Regions from separate parts of the Mus musculus genome. Here region 2 is linked to region 1. Evidence: chromatin contacts called from public Hi-C data. All regions are on one chromosome and are shown on one strand. The core of a region is the stretch at or near the end of the contact, and the rest is flanking DNA. Distances in the headings are between cores, read along the strand shown. Region 1 overlaps Gm31847 (a long non-coding RNA gene). Region 2 overlaps Slc9a9 (solute carrier family 9 (sodium/hydrogen exchanger), member 9).

Evidence for each region. Hi-C and Micro-C count contacts between places; a contact is called where the count stands out from the background.
Region 2: a Hi-C map of adipose-derived mesenchymal stem cells shows a contact between it and region 1, with 2.0 times the contacts expected there. The contact joins two enhancer-like sites. A contact is called at or near these places in 2 of 484 Hi-C or Micro-C datasets (adipose-derived mesenchymal stem cells and tail fibroblasts) and 1 of 115 datasets of contacts at active chromatin or transcription factors (large pre-B cells).

The regions. Positions count from the first base shown.
Region 1 is chr9:94,133,032-94,138,998 of GRCm38.p6, reverse strand. All of the region lies in intron 2 of Gm31847 (a long non-coding RNA gene), which reads left to right. Among named protein-coding and RNA genes, the nearest start is that of Gm39403, 28 kb to the right of the region's middle. Within about 2 kb of position 2,373, at least 10 of the 459 cell types and tissues checked have an H3K27ac peak or open chromatin away from gene starts, as enhancers often do. A contact at or near this core is called in adipose-derived mesenchymal stem cells, where this site is marked.
Region 2 is chr9:94,699,418-94,705,913 of GRCm38.p6, reverse strand. The region is part of intron 2 of Slc9a9 (solute carrier family 9 (sodium/hydrogen exchanger), member 9); the gene reads right to left. Among named protein-coding and RNA genes, the nearest start is that of Slc9a9, 33 kb to the right of the region's middle. Within about 2 kb of position 4,318, at least 56 of the 459 cell types and tissues checked have an H3K27ac peak or open chromatin away from gene starts, as enhancers often do. A contact at or near this core is called in adipose-derived mesenchymal stem cells, where this site is marked.

The DNA.
Region 1 (5,967 bases), core at 1,124-3,623:
GTACTCCACACTTCTGGGACGGTCCTAGCTTCAAATGTACTATTCTGTTTAGTTCTGGCAATCTGTTAAAGTGGACCTTATCAAAGGTTGTTAATTGGTAAATCAGATGAGGCATGATCAATAACCTCCGGGTGAGGCCCTATTGCTGGAGACACAACTTACTTATGTGATAGAACGTGGAGAAATCAAGCTGGTGCCTAACTAGAAGCCCTTTTCCTACTTACTAGTATTCATGTTGCCACAGGATGATTTTCACACTCTCAGAAGAGCAAGGTAATTGTTAATATCTCCCAGCTACAAACAATCACCTACCTGCAAGATATACTAGTGCAATGGTGGAAAAAAATGTTAAGGGAGTAACACACAACTTTTTGATTGGCTTTAAGGACAATCCATGAGCTAGTATCATAGGTGACACACTGAAGTGGCCAAGAACCTAAGACACCATAGGCTGTGAGCCTGTGGGAGAACCTACTACTATTAGTCCATGAAAGAAACATAGCAATATAGTGACTCCTAATGGCACATTACTATAGGAATAGCTCAGACCTCATCAGAGAAGCCTCTGCTTTCAGTGGATGGTAATTAACACTGAGACACATGTAGGCTTAGGTGTTTCTAAACCTTATTTATTGAGGGTACTAGAACACCTCAACCTCCCTACTAGCCCCCTAATCAGAGGTAGAGAGAAAAGAAAGTTTGTAGGAAAAGGGGATTGTGAACCTGTTTAGAAGTACTTCTTTGGAGATAATTCTACTCTTCATTGTCAGGATACCAGTGGTCTAGTTCAACAGCAAATACCACGTACAAATCAGTAGCAGCAGCTAGACTGTAAGATGTCACCAAATCAGTATCAGTCAATGGAAGCAGCCAGAAGTAGCTGGAATACCATGAGAAGCTCTTTGGTGCATTTCTCTCTATGAAGTGAATCCACTTCAGCAAAACATCGAATACCCTCTCATGTGTCTTCTTCAACAAAGCATCCTCTTACGTGTCTGTTCCAGAAAAACATTTTCTCACAGACAGCTTCCAGAAAAACATGAGACATAAATAAGTTTGCAAAGAAACCAGAAATTTCCACTTCAGATCCACACTATGCAGAGAGTATAGGACTTTGGAGCACTCAGCCCTAAGGATGACATCATGCTTCAAGACTTAGGGATCTAAGCAGAAGAGAGTAGAAAGACCAGAGGTGGTGTATGACTCCAAGGAAACATCAGCTTCCATACACAGATGGACTGATACACATAGGAACTAACTGAGACTGGGACAACACACACACGATGAGCACAAGGTCAAATTAGAAAATAAAAAAAATCCCAGCATGGAAAGGGGAAATGAGCACAAAACCCAACCTCTAATCAAGAAGCTATTTGCAATTGATATCTATGTTAAGTGCAAAATCATTTTTCGCTAAAAGAGTGTCACTGGATATATTGATCACTCTCCAGTGTGGGCCACATGCCCAGGAGTAATGAGCCAAATCAAAATGGACTTCATGCATTTTGTGCACTTTAGGTTTTGATTATGTTTGGTTTTCTTTTTTCTTTTTTTGTTAGCTTGTTTTGTTTTTTTGTGTGTGTTTCTTCTTCTTTTTCTGCAAGATAGAGAAAAAACTGAAAGTTGGATAGGTAGGAAGGTAGGAAGGATCAGATAGGAATTAGGGAGTGGAAAATTATATGCTCCGAGTATGTCATATGAAGAAGAAAGCTTAAATAAAAATAAATTAATCGAATAATTTTTTTTAAAAGATCAGACGTCAGTTTAGTTTTATTTAAATTATATGTATAACATATAATTACACGTTAGTAGTGTGTAATGTAGATTTATACAAATATATAGATAGTAATGAACATGTTTGTCTTTGCTGCTTAGAATTTGTTTTTACCTTCTTGATAGCAATAATTGTAAATTTATTTTAGCAAATATATTCTCTTATTCATAGCACAGAGCAAAAGTGAGTGCTTCTGGCTCCATGTTCTTTGGAGCTGCACTGCTCTGGTCTCTAGCTCAGAAGTGGACATGGACCAGAACAGAGGGAGTAGAATGTAAGGAGACCTTTGGATATTTTTTGTTGTTGAACCCAGGTTTAGTTCTTGTGCGTACTAAGGACTCTATTCAGCTCCATCCCTAGGTTGACAAGAAGATATTGTCTGAAGTGAATGAAAGAAAGGCCTGTGTTTTCTCTACTGATCATGTTAGTAATGATGATGTTGTGGTCCAGAGGCTACTGGGGTGTATATAGGTTAGAGCTGAGTAAAGAAACAGCAAAAAAAACACAGACATACATTCCAAATGACATTGAGCATGTCCTTATCAGACTAAACCAAACTCAGCTCCTCTAGAATTGGATGCCTGCCCCAGTTCGCTTGTGGTTTGGACCTCATTCAGATTGAGTTGAAATGTCTGGCATGTGAGGTCACAGGAATGCTAGCTGATTGATTTCAAGCAGGAGATAAAATTCTTCACCACCAATCTTTCAACAGAGAGTCCTCTTGGCCTATTCACTTTGCATCAGCCAGTTTTCTTCTAGTCTCTCATAATCAACTCTTCCACAAATACAAAGTAGATGAAGAACGGTGTGTGAGTAGTTAAAGTACACACGTAGAAAACCACGAATCTTTTTTTTACTGCTGGATTGACTTGTTTAGCCTTAATATGAGGGGATGTGCCTAATCTTACTATAACAGGATTTACAACACTTGTTTGATATCCCCAGGAGCCCTGGCCTTTTTTGGAAGGGAGGGATGGATCTGGGAAAGGGGGATTTAATCCCAACTTTATATGCTTTGTACAGGTGTATGTCAGTGACTTCTGCCCCAGATTATAAAGATGTTAACACAGAAGGCTTTCATATTCTCCTGATGAGAACAGTAATGTCTAAATATCATGCATGAGCAATGACTACATAAGAGGTCTATGCATACGATACAACTGGGTAAGCCCTCAAAGCAAACAATCTTAAACTGGGTGACACATATCACTTCACTTTAGTATTATAAATGTGTCTATTTTCTGTGATAAAATAAATGGCAGGTTTTTAATTCAGTGTCTTTCTGTTGATTTGGGAGAAAGTGGATATGGCCTTTACACAGTCAGCATTATTGACATGCATTACTCTGGAATATTTATTAACAGTATTCAGTGAAGTGCAAAGCACTCACTAGAGAGGCCCAGGATTAGCCAAATATTAATGTCTAACTGCACAAGATTATCTTTAGCTTCAGCTTTGAACGTATCCAAGCTTATAAAGACAGCCATGTGGTTTCATTCTAAGTGTCCCTTAAGTCATCATTTTATTTTAAGTAAACCTTCCTGTTAATTGAAAATTGTAAATCTGAGCCTGCTGTGATTATGTTGAATGCTACAGGTTTAGGAAAACACCTTTGGCAAATTATTCTCATTGCAAGATCTACTACAGTCTGAATACTTTTTTTCTTTTCTTTTTATTAGGTATTTATTTCATTTACATTTCCAATGTTATCCCAAAAGTCCCCCACATTCTCCCCCACTCTGACTACTTATACCCTCTTCACATTCCTTAGTTGAAACTGCAATTGTTAGTGTGATGGTGCTGACTAGGGATAGATGGGAGGATAGGATATATGTCCTGATGAAAATAGTAAAAGACAAAAAATCTGTGTTCTCTAATATGAAAGGATATAGCAACCTGTAAACTAGGAAGATGGGTGTCAAAATTAACTTGACCATGACCAGGTTTCCTGATCTCCAGTTTCCAACCTCTAAACTTCAAAAAGGTATACTTTAAGTCACCTAGACTGTGAGAGTTCTTCACAGCATGCCAAATACACAGCTATATACTATGAGAACAAAATCCTATTTATATCAGAATGCTTTAGTCATAATGTAAAGGAACACACAGATTGAAGTGGCTTAAACCATGTGACTTTATTATCTCACAGGAAGTTCAAAGTTGACTGGTTCTGTTTCTTACCTTCAGTCCAAACAGTGTCATTCAGGACTTGGGTGTTCTCTAACGTCCCATGTCTGGATTTCAATGTTTTTCTCTTAGTCTTCAAGCATGCCTTGGAGCTACAGAATGTTTTCTAGGTCATAGGGAGCCTCCTACATATACAGTCAGAAGGAAGAGTTTTTCTAGGGATGAAATATTGTTTTCCTGAAACTCAGATTGCAGCAATTCCCACTGAGCTAGCGATACTTGATTATAAGCTATGTCTAGATTGTAGTTGAGAGGCCCTGGGCAGTAAGACAGTAATATTTTCAACAGTAGGTAGTCAGCAGAGAAAATTAGGAGGCAACCTACACATGTTTAAAGTGTCAGTCTGTCCTGGCACTTGCCTAGTCTGCAGAGAGGTAGAAATACTGGCCCTAGCTATTGGCCAAACCAAGCAGGACATTAGCATCCAAATAAAATGAAGACTGATAAATTTGCCTTTGTGTAGGTGTGGTGGTTTGAATGAGAATGGCCCCATAGGCTCAAGGTCTGTCACCAAAGAGTATAACTGTTTGAAAGGATTAAGAAGTGTAACCTTATTGGAGGAAGTGTGTCACCAGGACTGGGCTTTGAGGTTTTAATTGCCCATATATGATCTAGTTTCACTCTTTCTCCCTGAGGGTTAGGGTGTAACTCTACTATACCTCCAAAAACCATGCCTGCCATATCTTTTGCTATGCTGGCCACCAAGATGATAAGAAAACAAAGCTCTAAAATTGTAAGCAAGCCCCTAATTAAATGCTTTTAAGAGCTGCTGTGGTCATGGTGTCTTTTTTAAAGCACTAGAAAATCACTAAGAGGATAGGATATAAAGAAAGTTTTGATTTAAACACTTCAATTTTTTTAAAGAGTCTTTTATTTATTTTTTCTTTCTGTAATGTGGGATTCTACCAGGCAGTAGTCTATATGCTAAAGGAACATTTCTAGCTTGTTCTCCATAAAGACAACATTGTGGATTATAATAAAACCATCTCTTGCATATGTGAGCTCACATAGCATTCATTTCTTACTGCAGTTTTGTGACTTGCTTTTGCCAAAGTGTGCTTTCCAAATGAACTCTAGGCTATTGTTTCACAATGGAACGTCACCTTGCTTAAGGAATGGAAACACTCCTAACTCAAGGCAATGTACACGTAATTATGTTATTTGGAGTGTTTGCATTCCTGGGGCTTCTTATCCTTGTAGCTACTTGGTTTTGAAGCCTGCAAAGAAATATGTAAGTAAACACATACATACAATAAACCAAAATCAAACTCTACCAAAGGATAGGACAGAGCCTATTTAAACTTACCAAAACAAATATACTAGGTCATTTTTTATCTTATTTTGTCTTTACTTATTGATGAACATTGTTGAACCACTCATGTTGCATGTTTTAATTCAACTTAATTAGCACTTATAAAATCGCTAAATATACAGACAATCATACTAAGTTTTGTTGGGATTCAAATTAAATGTATTATCTGTTAATTAGAAATATAAGGTACCATCTGATGGGTTGAATATTAGGAGGGACACAGGCAAAGAGTATCAACAGTATACCCAGTGCCTCTGAATGTGAGATTGTGATAAGAAACAATGGGAAACGGGAGTTAAAAATGTTAGACAGTAAATGGAGTTGACAAGGGCATTGAAGGTGGACCTGGGGTAGATTGAAAGCAGCACAAAAGGGATGAAGGTGATACACAGCTATGGAGTATTCCTGGCCAGGACCAAGGCCAGAGTCAAAGCCTCATCACTGTTAGGTAGTTCAGATCTTAATGAGGACCCTTGACCATTCTAAGTGCAGCAGGTGAATAGATTTCTTCAAGCCTTACACAGAGCTAGAGAATGCTTCCCCCAGATCATAACTCTTACCCATGGTCGCACCATGTGGATAGAAAGGAAATCAAGACAAGGACAAAGAGATTGAGAGGAAAATGTGGACACAGAAAGGGAAAATTCACCTCACACTAAATATACTTGAAGCAGATGCTCCCCAACTAAGGACT
Region 2 (6,496 bases), core at 3,069-5,568, 560 kb before region 1:
TGGCCCCACTACACTGACATTGCTCTAGATCTGCAGGACAGCTGCGAGTGTTCCAAGCAGAGAGGAGCATTGCTCAAGCTGGAGGGATGAGCATACAGCCCTGACCATCTGGAAGAGGGAACTCTCAGTGGCAAGACCTCCTCACAGGAAAACCCTAGCCTCTGCTGCTTTCCTGCAGCAATCGGGCTAACTGCCGCCAAGGCAGAACTTTTCAATAATCAGAATATTCCACTCACTGCATCTGGGTTAACTACCTCACCACCGTATTATAGTTTCTGGAGCAGTGAGATGAGGCTGGCAGGCAGAGAGTGGCCCGCAGCATGGGAGGATTTATTTGTGTATACAAACAGATTTGTGTTCCTTTCAGCCTAGCTCTAGGCTTACTTGCAGATAAATCAGAGTTCTGGGAGTGACTCCAATCCAGACGATTTCTCAGAAATGGCTGGATTTGCTGCTGTGGCAGCCTCCATTGGAAATTCCACATGCCATTTCCCTCAGACTTGTTCTCTGGTCATGGCCCTGGTAGTGAACTATCCATCTTTTTTTTTTTTTTTTTTTAATTAAAATACTGGGTCCTAAGCAATGGATGAAGGAGAAGAGCAGAGAGGCAAAATGCCACAGTCAAGGATTTGCATGGCTTTCAAGACACAAATTACAGATTGGACCTTCAGACCCTGCCCATCAGAACATGACCGTGAAACTGGAACATGGCCACTAGCCATGTGGCCACTAGCCACGTGGCATGCTGGGCTTTTGAACTGGATGACTGGATTCTTACCTCTAACACTGGTGGCTAGTGGAAATTGGGTAGCATATTAATATTTGCACAGTCAGCGAGACTCCACAGTCTCATTATTTAGTTTGCAAACATTCTATTTCACTGTTCAACACGAGCCTGATTTAAAACAACAGGCCTAGGACTCTGAGACGCAAGCATTACCTATGCTTTAAGAGAACAGATTTTTTTAAGCAACCTACATTAAATCTTAAAGACTACATGGGGTCAGCAGACTATTAGTCTGTTCACAATGGTGCAATATATTTGGAATGCTATTTTGCATAGGAAACAGTATTTGACTAAAATGACCCACACATATGTTTCCAAAGACAACTAGAAAATTTCCAAGAACAGAAAGAATATTCTGAGCTTAGTCCCCAAGGCTTCAGAAGGTTACAGATGCAAAACTGTGCTTGGGCCTGAGAATGCAACGAGTCTCCATGCTTGTCGGACAAGACATGCCAATGTTCCACTGACCTACTAGGTAAATAAGCACTAAAGTAACCACACTGGTGAAAGACTGTGATAGATATGGCCTAGACCTTCCAAAGACATCTTTTAAAAACAGTATTTCATCACATCTGACAACATTCCAAAGTGGTAGCTGGCAAATGCAATTATCCCTATTTTCCAGAGACAGGAGAGGAAATTAATGGCATGCCCAGTGTCAGTCAACATGACAGGGATATCACTGGGAATTGAATGTGTAGATATGGGCCAACTAAATGCATAATTCCCAAGGGAACTAAGTTCATATAATAAAGGAAGATATGGAACTAAGAACTAGGTTTTTGTTAATTTGGGGAATAGTTGATTCCATTGGACGAGTAAAAACAGCCAGCAAAATGGCAGGTTCAGTCATCTTCAATGTTTTAGTCATTGATAACTTAGCAGGCCTCTTGGTACAAAGAATCCGAAGATACATCATGTAACAGATTGGTATATAAAGGCTATAAACAGAGAAAGGCAACGAACAGCACAAGTGGGGCTCAAGGCTCTGAGGCAAGCTGTAATTTGGAGTTCTCCAGGACAGAGATACCACTCTGAGATGGCTGGCCTATGGGAACTCTTGATATCAAAGCATCAGACGAGTTGGAATTCGCAGGATAAATGAGAACCAATCCCTGGACCCCTCCATGCAGAGACCTGCTCAGTCACCAGATATAGGCCCCATGGGCCAGGGCGTTCCAAGCCACAAGGGAAGCAAGACACTTTCATGAATTCAATAACATCTGGTAGCAAGTAACTTAAAATAATTTTAAATACCAAAATGAGTGAAGATATGTTAAAAAGCAGAACTCAGGACCCGCATGCATTTTCAATACCTTTCGATTTTAAAGGAGACTCGGATGACCTTGTGCACACAGCCACAGGACACAACTGTGATGGTTCATGGATATGCTTATCTTTCTTCTAGCGTGCTTAGCTTTGGTGTGAACCCCAGAAGTAAGAGGAAGGGAAAACTGAGAATACTTAATGAGACTATGCCACGGCACTAATCAAGTGAGTGAGTTTGGTCTTCGTTTCCAGCTTCCCAGACAGAGTCTCATTTCATTTCCCCATTTGCACTCTGTGTCTACCAGCTAGTGGCTTCAGAGGAGTAATGAATTTGGAGATTTCTGACTGCTATGGATCCGAATCTAAATGAAAGAAAATGCTTGTGGACCAGGGGTTGGAGACCCATACGTAAAACACTCTCAAATCCACTGGTAATGATTTTGAACTCTCTTCACTCGAAGATGAAGAAAGTCAAGATACTTTTATAAACAGGACCAAACATCAAATGGCTACTGGGAATAGAAATTTGGATGATCTCCAAGTGGTATAATTTGATAATGACTGTGCAAATATTGTCTATACACACTTGATTTGGCAGATCTAATCTGAGAATTTGTTTTTTCCAAGTAGGCTTGTATGCATGTGGCTCCCACAGAGCAATAGAAGATGGTGGGATAGACCATGGCCTGGTTAGTACATGGTGACATATTGCACAGCTGACACTTGAAGTGACGATTGGGAAAGCTAAAGAAACAGCCTATAAATGGATAAAGTTGCTTTTAACCATTCATCAGCTCCCAAGGATGAAGGGCAGAGCTGCACGCCTGGCATATGAGACTGAAACTGCGAAGGACTCACACATGCCATCCCTATTTGTCCAGACATGTCAACTGTTTTCAGGTGGGATCTAGGTCTGAATTCCAGCTGAATCCAGGTAGAAGTGATACCTACTCCTTCCATGTGGCTCCTACATCTTTGCTAACCTCTCTTTTCCCTTTCTCCCCTAGTCCCTACATTGTAACCTCCCTACCCACCTTGCTTTCCATCTCTACACTGCTGAACTCCCATCTGCTTCTCTATAGCTGCAAAACGAGGCCAACAGAAAAGTCACTGAATAAAAGCATCAACAGCCCAACATATACTTTGAATCTTTTAAATGCCGAGTCATATGGCTGTCTCACTTACTCAAATAATACAGTGTTTTATTCTCCCCACCATCACCCCCCCCCCCTTTTAAAAAGGTAAGTCCCTTGAGATTAGTTTGCAGAGACATCGAAGTTGAGCTGTGTAAAAGGAAAACATTGTCGGGTTGCAGTTACTAAAGCCAGCTCAAGGGACGGTTGGTGCTAAAGGAGGTGGCTCTGACAGAATGAGACAGACAGCACTTCACTCAACAAGGATTTGCTTAAAATAAACTGGGCAGATGGCAGAGAGGATTAGTGGGGCTTAAGGTTGAAATAGAGAGGTAAAAATGAAAGAAAAAAAGAAGAGACCTATGTTTTTACACCTGGTTGAGTGACAGCCAGTGTGGCTGTGAAGCGGCTGACTCGGTGGGGGTGGGAAGGTCAGGACCCCTCAGGCCTCCTGGGCCCTGGCTCACTGAGCCCGGCTGTCTGCAACACTTGGAGTTGTGTACTTGATGGAAAGGTCAGAGCCAAGGAGAAACACTCCAGAATCATCCGTGCAGCAGGGTCTCTGGGGAGTAAGTGTCATGGGAAAAACGGGTAGAGGACAAGGCTGGGATGGGGCTTAAGGCGGGGGCTATGGGGGTGGGGGGAGACAGTGAGAGAGAGAGAGAGACAGAGACTGACAGACAGAGGGAGGAAACAGGTAGAGGACAAGGCTGGGATAGGGGTTAGTAGGGGACAGGAGACGGTAAGAGAGAGAGAGACAGAGACTGACAGAAATACAGAGACAGAATGAGAGAGAGACAGACAGACAGGGAGAGATGAACAGAGACAGACAGAGACTGACAGAGACAGAGAAGAGAGAGACAGAAGGAAACATAGAGGGACAGTCAGAGAAAAAGACTGACTGAAACACAGAGACAGAGATACAGGCCGAAGGAAAGATAGCTAGAGGGAGAGACAGACAGACACAGAAACACAGAGACAGAGATGACTGAGAGGCAGACAAAGAGCTCAGCTGCAGAAGAGCCCAATAAAGAATTACAGAACGTTGCTGCTGCTGGATGCAGGTGCCAGCATCAGTGACAGATGCACAGGGAGGCTGGAGCTTTGTGTACATAACCTTGTTCTCAGAATAATTTCTGAGCACCACATCTGGGACACATTTTTCCCAGTTAGTCACCGTCTATGTGAAATTCAATCACTTCAGACAGGGACAAGAATGCAAACCTCCAAAATGAGCTGTGTTTTGCTTATGACTGATCTCTCGAGATCTCCCGAGATGGGCTGGGAAGGGACCAACCTGCCCCACCCTACCCAGATGCTGGTTCCTGGAGCAGCAGCCATGGTTTGGAGGCACTGCTGATCCTTTTCGTTTGCCTTCAGTGGAGAAGTGGGGACAGGGGTTATAGAAGAAGTATGTGCTGAGAAAGCAGGCACAGTGGGCTCCAGGCCCCTCTCTCCTGGGAGTGGGTGTCTTTAGGGACCTGGCAAGTAGGGACTAGATATAAAGGAGGGGTGAAGGGGAGGAAAATAAAGGGACAAAGATGGCAAGCAGGAAAGAGGGAGAAAAATGGAGGCTGAACAGGGGAGTGAAGCAAAGTTAAGAGATTGACAGAGCTTCAGGAGAAAATTAAGTGGTCCAGGCATTGGAGCACGTCAGTGATAACGACTGCCTTTCAATCGGGACATCTCGACTGTGGCTTGGCCACACTAAGGGATGATTATTCATGCAGAAAACACTCTTACGTTTCTTCAGATTTTTATGCAGAGCCCTTAAATCTTAAATGTATTGGTCACTTGTCAGAGTAAGGAGGTGCTTTACATACAGAACGGTCAGAGGCAGGCATTTTTAGAGGAGCTACATCATTTTATGGGAGGCAATGGGAGTGGGAGTTTACCCTGTGCCTGCTCATCTCCTGCCAGGGTTCAGCTTCCCTTCCTACCCTAGATCAGCTTCCCTTCCTGCCTGAGCAGCTTGCCTTCACATGTACTACACTCTGTAAGGCTGTCTTAGGCTTTTATTGAGTGTAAAACCTGGGGCAGCCAAGGCATACATGTCAAGTCCTGATCACTTGGGGGCAGCACAGGGCTGGAAAATCCTAAGCTACAACCATTCTTTATTTTATTTCTGGTCTTAATTCTTCTTCAGGATTCTTTTTATGGGGATGGTGATCTTTTAGATAGGGCTATGCAGTCCTGGGGAATTTGGTATTTGCTATGTAAGCCAGGTTGATCTCAAATTTGTAGCAATCCACCTATGTCAAACTACTAAGTGCTGGCAGGCATGTAACCCACCCAGCTTACATCTGGAAAATGTAAGTGATGTGTGTTTGGTTGAAGTCCATCTTCATCTCAACCAGGAAGCAAGTCAGACAGGACAGTCAGTGTCCTCCCCTTCTCGGACACATTCTTTCATTTTGAAATATGTTTTAGTAAACAATTATCAGTAGCGTGCATTGTCTACATTGTAGGAATTCAGTAAAGATCCATTTGAATCCCAGTGTCTACTTTTGAAATCAATTTTGACATCAATTATCCATATTAATGAGCATGTGGATCTTGGCTAGTGTTGAAACTGTCTTGGAACATCCTATTGGATGACTGGATCAGGATCTGGGAATTTTGTTCTCTGATAGTTGGGTTGATTTCTATCTTCCACCAACACAAAATACTGAGGTAGAAATCCTTGTGCTTAAGCCTTTGTGCAGTCTTAAAAGCCTTTCTAGAAGTGGACTGCTAAACAGTAAATGACACAGACTATCTCTACAGATGCTGCTATGGCCACACCCACTTATACTTACACAGGGGATTCTTAGATTATTTTCTTATATTCTAGCCAACACTTTGTATTGATAATTTCCTAATTTGTTGGCAATCTGATTGATACTAAACATCGCATCATTAGCTTTGTTTCCTATTACTAATGAAATAAGTATATTTATTTTGCTTGCTGGCCTTTGATCATATCTTTTACGGGACATTCCTGGTCATCCAGTTTAGTTTTCCTTATTGACTTGTTAATTCCCAGAATCAGGTTACAATTCTGTTTTGTATCTTATATTTCAAATACATTCTTCTAGTTCTATTATCCCCTTCAATGGTTTGTGTTTTTAACATTGTTGACAGTCTCATAACTATAATGTGAAATTTGTGCATTTTTTATATTATTTGAGTTATAGTGATTGTTTTATTTTTTCCATATTGCAACTATATTTTCTCCTCAATTTCACCGTTTTTGTATTTTTATTGTACAATTAGTACTTTGATTCATATGAAATATGTATGTTATTGATATGAAATAGGTACTCAC